Regions from separate parts of the Mus musculus genome. Here regions 1 and 3 are each linked to region 2. The links are chromatin contacts, called in public promoter capture Hi-C maps. All regions are on one chromosome and are shown on one strand. Each heading gives the region's core, a stretch centred on a gene start, on an enhancer-like site or on the middle of the called end of the contact. The rest is flanking DNA. Distances are from core to core; before and after follow the strand shown.

Evidence for each region. Promoter capture Hi-C pulls out the DNA fragments that hold promoters and counts their contacts. Capture Hi-C pulls out chosen DNA fragments and counts their contacts.
Region 1: a contact with region 2 is called in a promoter capture Hi-C map of adipose tissue. The contact joins two enhancer-like sites.
Region 3: a contact with region 2 is called in a promoter capture Hi-C map of the HPC-7 cell line, with 2.1 times the contacts expected there. The contact joins the promoter of Rsph14 here to the enhancer-like site in region 2. A contact is called at or near these places in 7 of 39 promoter capture datasets (the C10 cell line, the HPC-7 cell line, cranial neural crest and 3 more), 3 of 115 datasets of contacts at active chromatin or transcription factors (astrocytes, double positive thymocytes and pancreatic cancer cells) and 3 of 9 other capture datasets (adipose tissue, embryonic stem cells and liver).

The regions. Positions count from the first base shown.
Region 1 is chr10:75,158,825-75,161,736 of GRCm38.p6, reverse strand. It overlaps Bcr (BCR activator of RhoGEF and GTPase), which reads right to left. Exons shown (of 23, transcript NM_001081412.2): 13 at 1,847-1,951; 14 at 1,333-1,407. Among named protein-coding and RNA genes, the nearest start is that of Specc1l, 52 kb to the left of the region's middle. Within about 2 kb of position 1,401, at least 7 of the 459 cell types and tissues checked have an H3K27ac peak or open chromatin away from gene starts, as enhancers often do. A contact at or near this core is called in adipose tissue, where this site is marked.
Region 2 is chr10:75,464,633-75,467,603 of GRCm38.p6, reverse strand. No RefSeq gene overlaps it. Among named protein-coding and RNA genes, the nearest start is that of 4933407G14Rik, 17 kb to the right of the region's middle. Within about 2 kb of position 1,708, at least 55 of the 459 cell types and tissues checked have an H3K27ac peak or open chromatin away from gene starts, as enhancers often do. A contact at or near this core is called in adipose tissue, where this site is marked.
Region 3 is chr10:75,030,997-75,033,934 of GRCm38.p6, reverse strand. Rsph14 (radial spoke head homolog 14 (Chlamydomonas)) reads left to right here and starts at 1,382. Exons shown (of 7, transcript NM_001163535.1): 1 at 1,382-1,431; 2 at 2,577-2,821. The coding sequence starts at 2,623. The region is part of intron 3 of Gm40692 (a long non-coding RNA gene); the gene reads right to left.

The DNA.
Region 1 (2,912 bases), core at 152-2,651, 310 kb after region 2:
AATTCATGGTTCTTCAGCCTCCTGAGTGATGGGACTGTGGGTGTGCACCACCATGTCCAGCTTTGGTAATTTCTGATAAGTTAAAAAAAATTATACAAATAATGCAATAGTTTCAGAAAATTATTGCAAATAATTTTCTGCCTCCTTGAGTCTAAACATAAGCACCCTTTCCTTTAATCTGACACTCAATTGTCTGACTTCAACCTTTGCATTTTCTACAAATTTAACATACACAGAATGATATAATATCTAGATTTTTTTGTATAATTTCCTTTTGGTGTGTTCATCTAGTTTTTTCATCTATCAATAGCCAGTTCATTCCTTTATTTTTTAAAAGAGAGATTTTAGATTTATTTATTTTATGTATATGAGTATATTGTTGCTGTCTTTAGACACACCAGAAGAGGGCATCATGACCATTACAGCCACCTGCTGTGGTGCCTTCACTCTGGCACATGGTGGCTGCATGTGTGTATAACATGTGAGCTGGTGCCTTTGTGTGCTCATGTATGGAAGTCAGAAGATGGCTTCTAGGGGTAGATTCTCCCTTTTATCATGGGTTCCAGAGACCAAACTTAGGTGCTCAGGCATGGACAGCTTTTCTACCCATTGAGCTACCTCATCAACCCACTCCTTGTTACAAAATAAAAAAACTTAACGGCATTTTCCTAAGTGCTTGGCTTTAAGAGTTTTCCCGTATATTCTAGAAAGATCCATTCCTTATCAGATCCATTCCAGAATTTGTCGAGGCTCTTGTTCTGCGGCAACTGTGGCAAGGGTCAAAACTGCACTTGCCCTTCAGTCTCATACCATGGGCCTAAGAGCTGGGGACGGGAGCTAGGCTAGGAGATCAGTACAGCTGCAGCGTGCCACCCTCAGACAGGGAGAGCAGCTAGCTGGGAGAGAGAAGGGTGTACTCTTGTCCACTCAACACAACAGCTAAGTCTCCTCCTGCCGGTGGCTTTGTGGGGCCGCTACACAGGAGGTTAGGCTTCCTGGCATCTTGCCTCCTGCTCTCAGGCTTTGGGTTCAAATTCCAGACCTAATAATTAAAAGACCTGCCAGCAGGGGGCAGCTCATGCCTGCAGGATCTGAGACAGATATCTGTGGGGGAGGGGTGGGATGGGGGCGGAGAAGCAGAGGAAAACAATCCCATTCCCAGCAGGCTTCAACCAGCATGGCCCCTCAAAGAATGGCATCCCCCAGTGGACAGGTGGATATCTGACTGGCTTCCCTTGGGTAGCCCAGGCCTCCTGGCCTTCTTAGGGGACAATTCTTCTTAGTTAAAGTTTACTCACAGGGTCCATCACATCCCCTCCTTGAGCTACTTACTTGAGCTCTGCTTAAAGCCGGTGGCTGAGTGGACGATGACATGCAGGAAGCCGTAGAGTCCAGGAGACTCGTCATCTGTGTAAGAGAACAAAGAGGTTAACCTTCCACCTCACCAGGACGGGAGGGGAGGGTAAGGCTGATCCAGCACTGGGCACAGTAGTATCACTGTCTGAGTATGTGCCCACTGTGGATTCTGCGTATAGAATCTGAGGGTCTAGTTGGCATCAAAGCACAGGCAAAGGAGTGACCAAAACACAGCTCCAAAGCAAGGAGAGGGGTCGGGGTGACATGGGTGTGGGCAGAGGAAGCTTGTCTCTAAGCACAGACCCCTGTGCGGCACTGAATACAAAACCTTGCATGACTCAGTGTGAGCCCACGTTTACATCCACCGTATGCCACAAGCCTTTATGGGGACAAAAGCTATATAGTCAGTCACATCAACTGCCCAGCAATAGCTTCAAGGGGAGAAACTGCTCCAAACAGATCAGCCGGATATCCAGGAGCCCAGCCCTACCTTCTTTGTTGATGGTCAGTGGAATGTGGTGAACCGTCTGAAGTTTTACACATGAGTTGGTCAGCATTTGTAGCTCCACAGATGTCAGAGAGAAACTTTTGAAACCTGAGGAGGCAGAGCAGGTATGGAGACAGGTCAGTTTGGGTTGGCACTCTTGTATAGGAGGATTAGTAGGGCCCCACTTGATGGCTCCCAGTTGAAATGCAGGTCTAGCCCCAGAGCAAGATGAGGCCCTGGAGAGCCCAGGTCTGAGGGCTCCTGAGAGAATTGCCAATACTGCTTACAAACTCATGTTCACAAGCATTAACCTGCCACTGGAGTGCTGGACACGTCGGCCTGGATACATCACCTTGGTAGATCTCCCCAGACAGACATCAAGTAGCTCTGTCCTCTACTCTGCTAAGGTGGGTTTGTGTCTCTCTGTCTGGGTGCACCTCTGAGCAGGGACAGATGCTGCCAAACTGGAAATGGTTTGGATCCCCACGTTAAGCCAAGAATCTCTGAGACACAAGCCCTGGCAGAAGCCCCTTGGTCTCTTCCAGGCCACAGAAACACTGAAAGGAAGGCATAAATGATGAGCCTTAGAGACGAGAGTCCAGGATGGTCAGAGGCATGCAGAGCCCACAGCTGCCTCTGCAGAAACTGAACCCCAACTCCAACTTCAGCAGGAGCTGCCCTCGCACTATGGAACAAGCAGGCCTTTAAAGACACAGTTCTTGGTTAATGGGGAGCAGCTGCAGCCCCAGGCTTTGGGGTGAGATCTACCACTCTATTCCCAACACTGTCCCAGGACCCAAAGAGCAGATAGCAATTCCAGAAAAGGTAAAGTCACCAAGAGGAGGAATTGCCTAGAGAGGGAAGGGGCCATTCCAGTGAGGTCTAAGTGTCTTAGGGTAAGCTAGGCAGAGGACAGTGGACCAACACAGTATGGTTCCTTAGGTGGGTCCAGCCAAAGGCTCTTCCTGCATCACTGCCTCCAGAGGCAGGGCAATGGAGCCCCCAGGGGAGTAGCCGGTGAACAGAGGAGGCCCAAGGAGACTGACTGAAGATTATGCCATAAAGGCCT
Region 2 (2,971 bases), core at 459-2,958:
TTTTGTATTACTCAGGGCTCCCTAGAGTAACAGAACCTAAAGACCCTCTCTATACGTAGAAAGGAGATTTATTAGAATGACTCACAGGCTATGGTCCAGCTGATCCAAAGATGGCTGCCTACGAACAGAAGAAGATCCAGGAATCCAGTAGTTGTTCATTCCATGAAACTGGATATCTCAAATGGTCTTCAGTATTCCCCCAAATCCAGAAGAAGCAGGCTCTCAGGCTAGTAAATGGACTTGGTAGCTTGAGAGCATGCACAGAAAAAGCAAAAGCGTCCCTCTCCCCTGTCCTTATACAGGCTTTGGGCAGAAGGTGCGGCCCAGATAAGAGGTGTACCTTCCCACTTTAAAGATCAAGTAAGGCAAAAATCCCTCATAGGCATGTCCCTCCATTTTGGGGTTCTAGTTGATTCTGGGTGTAGACAAGTTGACAACAAAAACTAGCCATCAAAGTCATTTTCTTTTAAAATGGTGCTTGCCTTATCTTATTTTTACCATTTTTTTTTGATAGAAAAGGCAGTATATCTCATTTACATTTCCCATACAGCCTAGCTTCAGGTTCCACGAGAGAGACTCTCTCTCATAGGAAGAAGATGGAGATTGATGAATCAGGGGACACACACACACACACACACACACACACACACTAAAAGACAAGAAAACCGCAGCTGATTAATCCAGCTCTTGAAAGTGCAGTACCAACAGAAATGTTTTGTACTCAATGAACTTCAGAGGATCCTGCAACCATTTCCATTTTGACCAGAGGGAGAGCACATCCTGTGGTCTAACAGAGATGTTCTGGGTGGTGCTAACACTGTGATTGGTCCAAACGCAAGTCTTGATGACTCTGGTTGGCACTAAGAATCAAGGCCCCAATTGGTTCAAAACACAACAAGTCTCAGTGACTGATTGGTACTAAGAGACAAGACTGTGATTGCCAATGGTTCTCAACCTGTGGGTTGTGACCCCTTTGAAGGGTCACACATTAGATATTCTATATGTCAGATATTTACATTATGATTCAGAACAGCAACAAAAATGAACAGTTATGAAGTAGGAATGAAATCATTTTATGGTGGGTGGGGAGGTCACCCCAACACGAGGAACTGTGTTAAAGGTCCGCAGCATCAGGAAGGTTGACAAGCACAGGAAATGAGTGTGTTGATCCAGACACCCCTTCCTAAGCTACAATTAGTCTGCTTAGGCTAGCTCAGTGAGTCAGTAGGGAGATCCTCTTGTGTTACCCCATGACAGGCTTCTCCCCAGAGATCATTTCTTGTCTGTTTTCAGTGGTGTGGGTTGAGCTGGTGACATGGAGAAAGTAGCAACAGAGACAGATGGCTTGTGGCAGAAGAGAGACAGACTTCTGGTGGTGGCAGTCATGTTGCACCCAATCAATCCTGGCCAGCTCCCTGTAGAGTCCTGACTATGGGAGCTGTCATCTGGCCAGATGCCTGACAGCTGAAGAAACAGAGCCACCGTTTTAAAGCAGCCAGCCCAGGGAGAAGAAGGCCAACAGTAAAGAATTGGGAAGAGAAGGCAGAGAAGTGAGACCATGCAAGGGTAAAAAGTCATAAGGAGCCATGGAAGAGAAACTGTAGGCATTTGTCACTGGAAGAGTTCCAGGGAGCTCTTATGTTTCCAGAGCCAACGGTTTCAAAACCCAGACCGACAGCTTGTAATACAAGCCCTAGCCTAGGGCCCAAGGCACAAGAACTGTAACATTAGAGGGAGTCTGCGCTTGCAGTAAGTAGCTCCAGCCTGCTAACTCCCTCTGCTCACTGCTGCCAAACATGAAGGAGAAATGAAATTTGCCTGAGTCCAGCGTTTGAAGAGCTTCCTGCCTCTCCACAATGTTTAACGGGGTGGAGCAAACGACCCCTCTGCCAGCTGATGGCCGATTCCCTAGGAATGTGGGTGGCCTGGTTGGATTAGAGAATGATGCTTTGGGCAAGAAGCTGCTGAGTTGAAAGCTTCTGCCTGTGACTCCCAGTCATCTCTTTATTGTCTGGCTTCCTATGGTATGATTTAACAAATCAGTTAATATACCTTACCTACTGTGAGAGTGTTAATGAATATAGTTAGCTATTGGAAACACAAGGTTTTTGGGGTACCCAGACAGTTCCATGAGAATTTACTTCCCATTGAGAGAGAGGGTCCTATTCTTTAAAATCCCTCTCTTAGGTCCAACTTCTCAATATTCAGGTTAGAGAAGAGTTAATTCCAAGTATCAAGAGATCAACTATGTCTTACCTGCGGCCAACATACTGGCTTATCTGATATTGTGGTTTTATTTATGATGTCTGGAGCAATGCGTAATAGCCACCTCTTCATGTATAAGGACAGCCTCCAAGAGTTTACATACCTCCTAACTATTTTAATGCCTTAATTATTTAGAGATTGAAGCCCTCTCTTTCTTCATGTGGCTCCATAGTATGGATATTCATAAATGATATTTTGAGTCAGTATAAATGACAACTTATTTCTCTTTCAAAGGCTCCAGAGTTTAGAGCTATTGATTTGGTCTCAAGCAAATATATCTACTATCATCTATGTGGAAGGTTGGGTCATTATTGCAAGCCCGTATTTGTCTTCTGAGGTCTGGAAAGCCATTTCCAGATGGTTTGTCGGATCTGATTTGCTGTGGGGATGGGGTTGGGGGTAGGGGGAGACAACATTAAATACTTGCACACAATTCTGAAGTGGGGGTCAGAGACTTGGAGCTTGCAAGCATCAGAGTAGAGGGGATTTAAAGCCATTGCTGTCCAAAGAGTTACGTTGGGATTATCATATTGTATGTTGGGAATATTTGCCTAACCTCCTAGCAGTCAGCCGGTATCTGTCCTTCTGCTCCGTCAGGATTTAAGACATAATATTGTACAAAATATGGTGATTGGTTGCTCAAATATAATATCGTCAGCTCCTTCTAGCAACTCACAACTGGCTACCGATGCCAGGGCACTCATCC
Region 3 (2,938 bases), core at 133-2,632, 430 kb after region 2:
CCCCTCAATTTGCCTTTTGTCTGGTTTTTCGTCATACTAACAAAAAAACTGTCTCATGTGCCCAATGGGTGACCTCTCTCCTAGTGACCTTTGACCCGACTAAGAACAAGGGAAACTACAATGCTTTGAATACTTGCTCCCCCGATGGTGGAAGCGTCAGACTGTGGGAGGGGCCAAGTCACTGAGGGGAAGTCCTTAGAAATAGCTATCCTCTCTCCTCTCCTCTCCTCTCCTCTCCTCTCCTCTCCATCCCTGGTTCATAGTTCATATTTTCCCACTGCCATAGTCTGCCAAGCACCGGTGGGTCAGACCTCCTGAAATTCCAAGCCAAACTAAAAGCTTTTCTCACGTAAGTTGCTTCTCCCAGGCATTCTCTCACGTCGAGGAAAGAGTAACTAATACATTTGGTAATGTGTGAATTGCAGAAAAAATGCTTTTAAATTGTAACTCTTAACTCAAGCCCATAAGTCATTCATTTTGCATTTATCAAACGCTTCTTGGCATATGCTTGGTACAGAGAGGCAGTAAATGAAACAGACACAGGCAAGGTCTTGCTATGTTAAGGGGGTTAGGCGGCTCTTACTGAGTTGTGTCTATGGGGGATGTCAGACAGATGTCTTGTTACATTCTGTGTGTGTTTGAGTTTGTGCAAGGTCTTAGGGTGTGTGTGTGTGCGCGTGCACGCATGTGCGCACATGCAGGTTTATGTAAAGTCTCCATATGGCGTATGTGTATATGTTAGGGAAGTTAGTCAGGGCTTGCTATATCATGTGTAGTACACTAGGCAGGGTTTTGGTATGTTGTATGTATATGGGAGGGGGGTTAGGTGGGGCCCTCCTATGTGTATGGAGAGTGTAATGGGGTCTTGCTATATTGTCTGTGTCTACCTCCCATGTAGCCGGTAATAAAGGCATGCACCACCACCCAGACTCGGTGAGGAGACAGTCTTTGGGGAGCCAAAGGAGATGTTAGGCAGGTGGTGTTGGGGGCCTAGAAAACCACTTCAGCCAGTATGTACTGGGTGGATCAGCTTGCAGAAATATGGGCCCTGACCGGGCAGTTCTGGGGTCAGGTCTACGTGACTCGGAGAGAGCAACTGAATTTCCTTGAGATTCTTAGCCTTGAACTGTATAAAGTTACTCCTTCACCCGGATGGCCCAAAGCATGCAAAGGTCACAGGAAATCTGTACCACTAAGGAGACTTGTCTTTGTTCTTCATAGTAACATTGTAAAATTATGTTGTTTTTCCCTTCTTCACTGGGCTTAGCCTTAGTCTTTTTGCGCCTGCGCCTTGGCTCCCCAGAGTATTGACCGAGAAGCTGCAGACGCTGGCAGTCTCCTAGCAACCAGGTCGCCTGGTAATGGGCCAAGCGCTCTGGCTGGCAGACACCAGGAGACTTCACGCACTGAGGCAAGTGAGGCAGCTGTGAGGTGGGTGCCTGGCACAGGGCATAGGGGGCTTCCTGACCCACCCAGTTCCATTCACACGGGGCTGGTGCCCTCACAGCCTGGGTCTCGCCTTTCCTGCTGGTAGCAGGATTCCTGTAGTGTGTGCCATTTATAGGAGGGCAGCCCATGTCCCAGAGACTAAGATCCCCTGGAGTGAACCCCATTTTAGAGATGGCTGTTACCTTCCCAGTCTGGGGCTTTTCCTCCTTGTCTTGGCTGGTGGCCTGCCTTGGTTTTTTGTTTTGTTTTCTTTTTTTTTTTTTTTTGTTGGTTTTTTTTTTTTTGTTGTTGTTGTTGTTGTTGTTGTTGTTTTTTAACTTCAGAGTTTGAGTCCTGCCAGGTTCTGCAATAGTGATCAGGATAATAACCACAATCAATATATTCTAAGTTCTGTCCAGCCAGGCTCATGGGTATCAGTTATATGGCTGTGCTGGAAGGGCAGAAAGGAAATACCTAACTCTTCAGCTGCAGAGATGATGCATATAGAAGAGGGAGTGACTTGTCAAGGATAGCCCGTGGACCTGGACTATATCCCAGTCTTAACCCTGAAGCCACATTGCCTATGGTTGTTCAAAGAGTGTATGTGTGGGGGACAAGAAATCCTTCTTTAACCCTTCTTGCAAAAGTGTTCTAAGCATGTCCCCAACAGGAAGGAACAGGGCATCTATTTGATAGTTTCTAGCTTTACCAACTCCCTAGCCAAAAATCTATTTCCTTACATGGACAGCTCTTTTTAAGCAGTTTAGTATCTATCTAACTGGCAGTCACAAATTATTGCTGTCACCAGCTAAGCAGGAGCATCAAAGGAGAACACATGTTGGTTTTTACTTGGCTGGCCTATCCCCCCCCCCCCCGCAACCCCCCCTCGTCTTTGGTACTGTGACTAAGGAACCAATCTACCAAGTATCCCAAGCATTTTCTTCTGTCATTGGGCCACACCCGTGCCGTGACCTTGAGAAATCTGGTCAGCCCCTGTTTGCTCATCAGTAAATCCAGATGAAAGTATCCACCCTGTTTGTCTTCACAGACAGTTTTGAGGCTGAGATGGATAAGCTTCTACCTGATAATAGTAATAATGACAGTTTTTCTTCTGTGTGTGTTTGTTGTTGTTGTTCTTTTATTAGCAGTTTCTACAGAGGTTCATTTTCAAAGCCCTTTGGCAGGTGTGAAAAGATGGCTCATGCCCGCATCTCCATGTATATGCCTCCTGACATCGACCCCACAAAAGCCGCCATTGCTTATGGCTGCCGGGCCTTGAGCAAGCTTAATGAGGAGCTACAGTCAAGGGATCTCCTGACAAGGCAGAAAGCCCTAGTGGCTCTGTGTGACCTCATGCACGATCCTGAGTATGTCTACGAGGCCATCAACATAGGTGAGAGCATCCCACACCCGGTAACCATGGCTGGGGGCGGGGGGGGAGGGAGGGGCTGATGTAGTTCAGACATCAGATGGCATCAGGAGTAAGAGCTGCTACTTATTAAGCTGGATT